Regions from separate parts of the Mus musculus genome. Here regions 1 and 3 are each linked to region 2. Evidence: chromatin contacts called from public HiChIP or PLAC-seq and promoter capture Hi-C data. All regions are on one chromosome and are shown on one strand. The core of a region is the stretch at or near the end of the contact, and the rest is flanking DNA. Distances in the headings are between cores, read along the strand shown.

Region 1 (2,700 bases), core at 126-2,625, 250 kb after region 2:
GCCACCTGGCACCCCTTGTCACGTCCTTGGCTTACTGAACTGTCCCTGTGCTTGCCAGCTCTGAGGCTGGATTCCTGCTGACACCATCACTTGTTATCTAACTCCTGGTGGGCTTGACTCCCTGTCATGTCGCTGCTTGGTCTTTGTTGATGTTCCCACTTCCACTGTTTACCTAACTCCTTATTGCCACAACTGCTTCCCCGTTTCCTCAATGCTTGGAGGCTGTAAAGCTGAAGGAAGGCCCAGATTGGCTCTTCCAGCATGGGGAGCCACACGTCCTGCTGGCAGGTCGAGCTCTTTCCTCCTTTCTTGCTTCTTCATGAGGTCTCATGACCTCAACACAAACAGTCCAGAGAGGACAAGCAAGCCCATGAGGTCACACAGCACATCAGAGTACAGCCCAGACACTCGCCAGGCCCTTGTGGCTGCCAGTGGTCCATGAGGCTCCTGAGATGCTGGTATTATGGGAGCCACCCTAAACTGCCTAATGTTTTCTCCCTACAGTCTCTAGATAGCTGGGGCACCTCTGAAGATGCTGATGCCCCCTCTAAACGACACTCAACCTCTGACCTCTCAGATGCAACCTTCAGTGATATCAGGAGAGAAGGCTGGTTGTATTATAAACAGATCCTCACCAAGAAGGGGAAGGTAAGGTGGGCTGAGGAAGGAGGACGGGCTGGATGGAAGCTGGCTCTGGCAGAACTTTCCAGGTCCTCTTATACCTGCTCTGAAACTGCTGGCTTCAAAATAACCAAACCAAACCAAACCAAAAAAGACCCCACTTCAGGCTTGAGCCTGAGGAGTCAAGGTGAGAGGCCAGGAAGAGCTTCTGGGGGAGGGAGATTTACTGAACCATGAAAAGGAGGTTAACCGAGAGGCGAGCCTGCTGTGGAACTACAGGGCAAGCTATGTGTGCATCCTGACCAAGCCATTCTTGAAAGACCATGAATGAGTGACGGGGCTCAGGGCAAAGGAGCAAGGGCAGGGTGAAGGAAGCAGACGCCAGTCCTCTTCAGACCTACGAGGTCCTCTGGCCACAGACTTAGTGCTCATGTGGCTTCCCGTGGTGACTTAGTGAGAAAAGCCAGGGAGAAAGAAGACCATTTAGAAGCCACCACAAGATCCAGCCAAGAGCCTTTGTGAGTGGGTGAGGAGAGGAGCAGGAAGGGGCAAATAGAACTCAGAAGGGAGGGGCTCTAACCTCTCGGGGGTGAGACTGAGCACCAGACGTGGAGCCCTGGGCTGGAGATAGAGAAAAAGGAGGCAGGGTGGCTTAGAGATTGATTCTTGACGCCTTGGCTTGTCGCTGTGAGGACTCAGAGCCTAGTGCTCATGACTCAGTGTTTATAAGGGGAGCTGACTAACACTTTCCCAAACCTGCTCCTTAGCATTTAAAAGACATGGTGTGAACAAGGGTGTACCATACTGTGTGTGGTGAGTCTAGTCTGTAATCCAAGCTATTTGGGAGGCTGAGACAGGAGGATGGGAAGTTCATAACCTGTCTAGGCTACAGAGTGGGTTCAAGGCCAGCCTTAGCAACTTACTAAAATTCTGTCTCAATAAAATGTAAAACAAGGGCTGGGGATATAGACTATTGGTAAACGTTTGTCTAGCTGGTGTGAGGGCCTGGTTTCAAACCCTAGTCTCTCTCTCTCTCTCTCTCTCTCTCTCTCTCTCTCTCTCTCTCTCTCACACACACACACACACACACACACACACGAGAAAAAAAATAGTGTTTGAGAAACTCTTACCTGACTTAAGGAAGGGCCTGGGTTCTATTCTTAGCATTGCAGAAAGAGTGGAGGAAAAGTGAGACTGGGGTCCCCACAGAGCTTGGCACTTGGGGGCTGCTGTTCTTCTATCTTCCTGCCATTACAGGAATCCCTCACAGTATTTATGGAGTCTCCAGATTCCTGGACATGCAGCCCCTTATATGAAGCAGCTTGGTGTCTGTGTGATGCTTACACATCCTCCCAGGCACTGTAACTCATCTCCGGATGACGTATCTTGCCTCATGCTATGGGAGGCTATGTAAATAGTTGTTCCTGTGGGTTGATTATGGGATTTGGAGGGAGAAAAAAAACCTCTGTACCCTTTGGTACAGATGCAGGTGTTGTTTTGTTTTGTTTTCTGAGTGCTTCTGGTCCATGTTTGGTCAAATCCATGGTTGTGGAACCTACAGAAGGCCCTGTAGGGTGGGACCTGGGAAGAATGAACTTTAAATTGCCATAGTTTGGATTTCTACACAGCCATGTGTTGTGTGCATACGACTTCAGGAGCAAACTTCGTTCCCTGAACTATAGGATGAGTCAAGAGGTTCTGTAGGCCAGGGAGCACAGAGCCCCTGCTCCTGAGGTGACTGAGGTGAGGGAGTCAGCTTGCTCAGTCCTGTCCTCTTGGGGTTGATGACCACAGAGAAAGTGCTCATTGTTCCTCAGTGACAGGTGCACTGATGGTCGCAGCACAGGGAGTTTAGGGGCTTAGCAGGGTAGGGTTTGTCTGTCTAGGAGGCTGAGATAAAGCTCCTGGGAGTCTGTAGTAGAGAGGAAGTGTATGGGAGGGAGTATCCTGGGGGAGCCCTTCACTAAGGGCTGGAGGGAGGCTGAGAGTTGTGTGCCAGGAACCAGGTTGCCTGGAGAGCCCAGAGCAGGTGGTAGAAGGTGAAATGGGAATTTGATACCTGGGGGATCTTTTCTGTTC
Region 2 (2,796 bases), core at 167-2,666:
ATTATTATTTTTTAAAACAATAGCACAAAAATGTTTCAAGGAAGCAGTCTCACAATCTGATGACCTTCCAAAATACATTAAGCCACACCAAATATGAATTTCTGTTAACACAAAATAAAAGGATTCAGAAAAAAATAAAAGGAAGAGAGAAGAAAAAGGGGTGGGGGAAAGGGCTGAGACTTAGTAAAAACACACTGGGTTAGGTGGCGGGGCTTGTTAGTGAGCACACTGGCGACACAGCGGTGCAGCGGACATCTGGGCCCCACAGCAGTCCCCACTGGCCCCTCATATGCACAAGTGGTGAGCCAGGCTCACTGATACTGATCGGAAGAGGTGCAGCATTTGGCCTGTCAGGTAACCGGACAGTTTTGAGCAGAAGGCCTAGCTGATAATCTTTATTTCTACTCTTTCACCTCTTATGCATGTCAGGGTTCCTTGAAGGTTATCATAGGAAATAAAAGCATATCAGCTCCTCTTATTTAATGTGGCCATCAAAGATGTTTCTGTTATCTAAGGACAGGTCAGGGCTGGGCAGAACTAAAGGGAGAAGAACCCGGGAAGGGAGGGAGGGTGTGTTTTTTTTTTGTTTTGTTTTGTTTTTTAAAGCTTTTCATTACTTTTTGGGGGGTTGGGGATCACACAGAAGGGAGGCAGGGAGGGAACTACAATCCTTGGTTCAGATTGAGTTATACAGGAAAAGATACCTTCCTGGTCGGTTCCCATGCCAAAAAGGAAAAAGAAAACCCACTTATAATTCTGCACAGGCTCCACTATGTGAGCCAGCTATCAGCCTTTTGGTCAGCATCCCCAGTGATGGACATACCCGGCTTGTCAGGCTGCAGACACCCACTTCACAAAACCCTCTTCCCTCTTCCCCCAAAGCCTCTTTCCTTCTGGTAGGCTATAAAACAATATCCGTCACTAACAGGAGAGTGTTCAACACTTTGACCATGACAGGCTTCAGGAAGTTTCACAGTTTCGTTATGCTCTAGTTTATTACTATCATATTTACATTTTTATTTTATTTTTTATTTTATTTTATTTTATTTTTTTGCTGAACTGCTGATTTTCCTTTTTCAATAGAATTTAATTCTGGAGTGTGAGCAGGGACCTACTACATTCATTGTCCAACCCCCACTGGTGTAAGACTCCAGATTCTTGGCATGTGAGTCAGCTGTTTGGTAGCTCCACCTCATCCCTGCAGAGAGGCAGTGAGGCCCAGGTGCGGAGGAGGCCTCACACCGAGGGTGGGGAGGTTTTCCGCTGAAGGAGGTACTGGTGAATGCTGTCAGCATCTCGCTTGAGCCAAGCAGCATTCAACAGGATATTTTCACAACACTGCTGGATGGTGCGCTCAGCTGAAGGAGCTGGGTGACTCTCGAAGAAAGCCTGGTGTGAAAACAATCCGGAATGCAGAATCACCGTTAGCAACAGTAACAAGTTAACACTGGGACTGCTAAAAGCATCATGTGGACTAACTGACTCATCAGCCTCCATCATGAGAATTGACCATTGCCAACATAGGCTAAATGAGCAACTCCTCCAGCAGACCTGTAAGAATCCTTCCTTAGCAATCGAAAACCTAATCAAAAACTGATAGAGGCTGAACCTGCTTTTTAAAATGCTAATTATCTACCAGTGTGTCCAATTCATGGCCCGGGCAAAAGCTACATACAGCTGTGCTTGCAGATATGAATAGAGCCCAGTTTATGACATAACCCTACTGAAGCCATCCGGTTTACTTAATGACTGTGCAGTTCTTTTTTTCTCCATAAAATATCTTAAGTAGGCAGACCAAAAACATTACTCCAAATATAATAAATATATTTAAAAATTTAGATTTTTATATTCTGTTTCTCAAATAGCCTCCAAAGTCTGGGCTATTTTATACTTTAAGACCAGCTACATTTCCAGTTCTCAGATGCCACTTGTGGCACCCAAGGCTTTCCTTAGAAAAAGAAAAGAGCAAGGCAGGACCCTCTGGAGCATGGCATGTTCAGGCCCCTCTACTCTCCTCAAGTCTATTTGACTGTCTTTTCCCTCACTTCATTCAAAATCTAACCTAGTTTTGCTTTGGTTTTTTGTTTCTTTTTTTAAAGATTTGTCTGTATATGGGTATTTTGTTTGCATGTATGTCTGCACATGATTTGGATCCCATGAGATAATTATAGACAGTTATGAGCTGCCACGTGGGTGTTGGGAATTTTGAAGATTCTATTTAACTCACCCCACCACCACCCGAGACAGGGTTTTCTCTGTGTAAAGAGAAAACAGGCTGTCCTGGAACTCACTCTGTAGACCAGGCTGGCTTTGAACTCAGAAATCCATCTAACTCTGTCTCCTGAGTGCTGGGATTAAATGTGTGCACCACCAATTCCTGGCTTTGAAGATTCCCCGCCCCCCACCCCAAGACAGGGTTTCTCTGTGTAGCTCTGGCTGTCTTGGAACTCACCCTGTAGACCAGGCTGGCCTCCAAATCAGAAATCTGCCTGCCTCTGCCTCCCAAGTGCTGGGATTAAAGGCGTGCGCCACCACCGCCTGGCTGAAGGCTTATTTTTATTTAAGTATAAGTGTGTGCCTGTGAGTCCAGGAGCATTTCAGATGCCCTGGCGTTGGAGGCTGACATGGGTTCAGGAGACTGAACTCAGGTCCTTTGTAAGAATGGCTCTTAAACCCAGAGCATTTGTAGAGCCTCTAACATATTTGTGGCCTTTAGAGTGTCCCAAGGAGATATGGAGGACAGCTGGACAAGTCTTGGGTTCTCTACTTGCACCAAATGGATCCTGGAGATCCAAT
Region 3 (2,700 bases), core at 154-2,653, 130 kb after region 2:
CATCCTGCCCCAGGTCCAGCGCCCCCTCCCCCACAGCTCCTGGACTTGCCTCCCAGGGGCAGATCTCAGCTTCCTTGATAGAAGGGACCTCTTCTACTTCCCAAGGACACACTTTCTCAGAACCGCCTTTGCTTCCATCAGAAGCATCTGTAGCTGCTTGCACCCCAAAGTCCTGACTCTCCCTGGGACACACAGCTTCCTGCTTCCCAAAGTTGCTGGTCTGTGGCATTTTCTGAACGGCCACACCTTCGTGATCTCGTGTTTCAGGGGCTCGCTCTTTCTCCTCTTGAGATTTCTCCTTTTCATCTTGTCTTGACATCTCTGTCTCTGTAACTCTCCCAGTCACCTTCTGGGCACAGGGCTCAACCTTGGTGTCACTGTCCGAGTCAGGAGCATCCCATGGGCACACCTCAGCAGTCCCATCCCCGGTGCTGACCAAGGGCTGGGAGCTAACTCTAGGTTGGTCAGGGCACTGGATGTGTGGATGGGAGGAAGAGCCTGCCAGTACCATGCCTTCCTGCAGGCTTATAGGCTGAAGTTCCGAGCTTGCTCCTCCCCCATCGACAGGAACCACTTGGGTTATGTATTCTGGGAGAGAACCCATCTTCAGGTCTTGTCTCAGCTCTCCCTTCTCTGATGCCCTGTCACTTGCTTCCAAGGACTGTCCTTCTACTCCCTGACCAACAGTGCTGAGGGGCAAGTCTGAGACCTTGGGGACCTGGGCAGGTGGTTTCCAAGGACAGATAGCTTCCCCTTCCTGTTCCCGGCAGAGTTTTGTGTCCCCCTTTGACGTGCCTTCTTCTTGGAAGGGGAGTCCTGCCTCTTCTAGATTCTGTCTCCTTTGCCGTTCTGGCTCGCATCCCGGCTCTCGCTCCAGTCCTTTTCCCACCGTCCCTTCATTCAATTCCCAGGGACAGATCTTGGCTTTTTCACCAGTAGGAACTTCCTCGGCTTCCCAGGGACACACCTCTATGGGCCTGGAGCTCCCGTGTTCCTGGAGTTCATCTTTTAGTTTCTCAGTGTTCGGAGTGTCTGGCTGCTGAGAGGAGTCCCCTGGACTCAAGCTATCCCAGGGACAGACCACCTCCTTCTCCGAACCAAGCCTCTCTGACTTTTTTGGAGCACTGGCAGCTACCTGCCTGGATCCAGAATCTGTAGACGCGTGGCCTGCATCGTTCGGACGGGCCTCAGAGGCTTCAGCTCCAATAGTCCTTTCCTCTCCAACCTCAGTCCCCACTTCCCAGGGACAGATCTCAGCAGCTCTGCCTGCCACGCTGCCTTGCCTCTGGAGAGAGGCTTGGGCTTTCTCTGTGTCTCTTTGTGGGGTGCTACCCGGGGCCATGCTCTCCCAGGGGCAGATTGCTTCCTGCTTTTGGATCCGCCCCTCAGCCTCTTCCTGTGCTTTGATCCTTGCTCTCCCCGGCATTTTCTCCTCATCTTTGTGAACTTCTCCTTTTGATGGGTGTTCTGATGTCCTGGTCTCTGGTTGTCCATCTACTTCCCAGGGACAGATTTCTGCTGTTGAAAGTGTTGCTTGCTTTTCCTCTGGCTTGACTGCTTCCCAAGGACACACTTGCAGTACCTGGCTACCCCCATGGCTTAGGAGTTTCTCACCGGCCTTGGAGGAAGCTTTGTCTGGCTGTGGGCTGGACCGCTCAGGGGCTTCATCCTCCCAAGGGCATACTGACTCCTGTCCTTGAGGGACTGTGGGTTTTGCCCTCACGGTTTGCTCCCCCGACTCTGCTAAGCATCCCTTTCTGGAGGGAGTCTCCTTTCCTGGGAGAGACTTCCCATCTGCCCCCGGATTCAGCCCGTCTGAACCTGCTAGCTCCTCCCCCAGCTCCCAGGGACAGACCTCAGCTTTCTTGTCATTAGCTATGTTCTCCGCCTCCCATGGGCATACCTCCGCAATACCACTGCCCAAACTACCTGAGCTTCCTGGGGCTTGAAGTGAGACGGCTGAAGGGCCCCGAAAATCAGTACTTTCCCACGGACAGAGAGACACCAGGTCTCCGCCCAGATTCCGTTCTCCCCAGAAGGTTGCCTTCTTGGGGGATTTCTGCCTTTCTTCAGGGAGTTCCTGTACCCTCTGAGTAGATGTCCCCTCCCCCACATCACTCATCTCCCACAGGCACAGTTCTGCCTTGGCAGCATGGGACGGAAGAGCCTCTGGGTGTGCGTCTCCTTTGCTCACTACCACAAACCTGCCCCCAGTTCTGTCAGACTCCTGATGCACTAATTGAGGAGACAGACCTCCAGAGTCCGGGCTCTCCCAGGGACACACAGCCTCCTGGCTCCGGACCAGCCTCTCCGGCTTCTTCCGAGGAATGGCACCCACACCTTCGGTCTCTGACTCCGCTAGGACTTTCTCTCTCTCTTCCCAGGACCTACTTAGGACTTGTCTTGATGGCTTCTTCTCAAGGCTTCCTCCCTCAGTCCTCTCCCAGGAGTAGACTTTGGCCTTGTTGACACTCTCTGGCGGGTCCATTCCTGATTCGGGTTCAGTTACTTCCCAGGGGCACACCTCTGCCACCCTGTGGTCAGCACTGCCCAGGGACTGGAGGGCAGGGTTGGGCACCTCTTGGTATCCCGCGGGGGATTCCTTCGCTTGTTCAGCATTTTTCTCCCCAAAAACTTGCCTCAGTGTGGTCATCGTTATTTTACCAGTTCTCTCAACTTTCCGCTCCCCTGGACCCGGGG

Evidence for each region. HiChIP or PLAC-seq counts read pairs in DNA pulled down with a chosen protein or histone mark. Capture Hi-C pulls out chosen DNA fragments and counts their contacts.
Region 1: a FOXA1 HiChIP or PLAC-seq map of pancreatic cancer cells shows a contact between it and region 2. The contact joins two enhancer-like sites. A contact is called at or near these places in 2 of 484 Hi-C or Micro-C datasets (the P5424 cell line and trophoblast stem cells) and 1 of 115 datasets of contacts at active chromatin or transcription factors (pancreatic cancer cells).
Region 3: a contact with region 2 is called in a promoter capture Hi-C map of adipose tissue. The contact joins two enhancer-like sites. A contact is called at or near these places in 1 of 39 promoter capture datasets (stem cell-derived epiblast-like cells), 2 of 15 datasets of contacts at CTCF or cohesin (the NIH/3T3 cell line and embryonic stem cells), 53 of 484 Hi-C or Micro-C datasets (the AML12 cell line, the AtT-20 cell line, B cells and 36 more), 11 of 115 datasets of contacts at active chromatin or transcription factors (the 230-238 cell line, the HPC-7 cell line, astrocytes and 6 more) and 4 of 9 other capture datasets (adipose tissue, embryonic stem cells, liver and 1 more).

The regions. Positions count from the first base shown.
Region 1 is chr11:97,455,951-97,458,650 of GRCm38.p6, forward strand. Arhgap23 (Rho GTPase activating protein 23) reads left to right here. Exons shown (of 19, transcript NM_021493.2): 6 at 505-648. Among named protein-coding and RNA genes, the nearest start is that of Arhgap23, 7.1 kb to the left of the region's middle. Within about 2 kb of position 1,376, at least 14 of the 459 cell types and tissues checked have an H3K27ac peak or open chromatin away from gene starts, as enhancers often do. A contact at or near this core is called in pancreatic cancer cells, where this site is marked.
Region 2 is chr11:97,205,880-97,208,675 of GRCm38.p6, forward strand. It overlaps Npepps (aminopeptidase puromycin sensitive), which reads right to left. Exons shown (of 23, transcript NM_008942.3): 23 at 1-1,389. The coding sequence ends at 1,237. Among named protein-coding and RNA genes, the nearest start is that of Kpnb1, 19 kb to the left of the region's middle. Within about 2 kb of position 1,417, at least 65 of the 459 cell types and tissues checked have an H3K27ac peak or open chromatin away from gene starts, as enhancers often do. A contact at or near this core is called in pancreatic cancer cells, where this site is marked.
Region 3 is chr11:97,335,063-97,337,762 of GRCm38.p6, forward strand. It overlaps Gpr179 (G protein-coupled receptor 179), which reads right to left. Exons shown (of 12, transcript NM_001081220.2): 12 at 1-2,700. Among named protein-coding and RNA genes, the nearest start is that of Gpr179, 16 kb to the right of the region's middle. Within about 2 kb of position 1,404, at least 25 of the 459 cell types and tissues checked have an H3K27ac peak or open chromatin away from gene starts, as enhancers often do.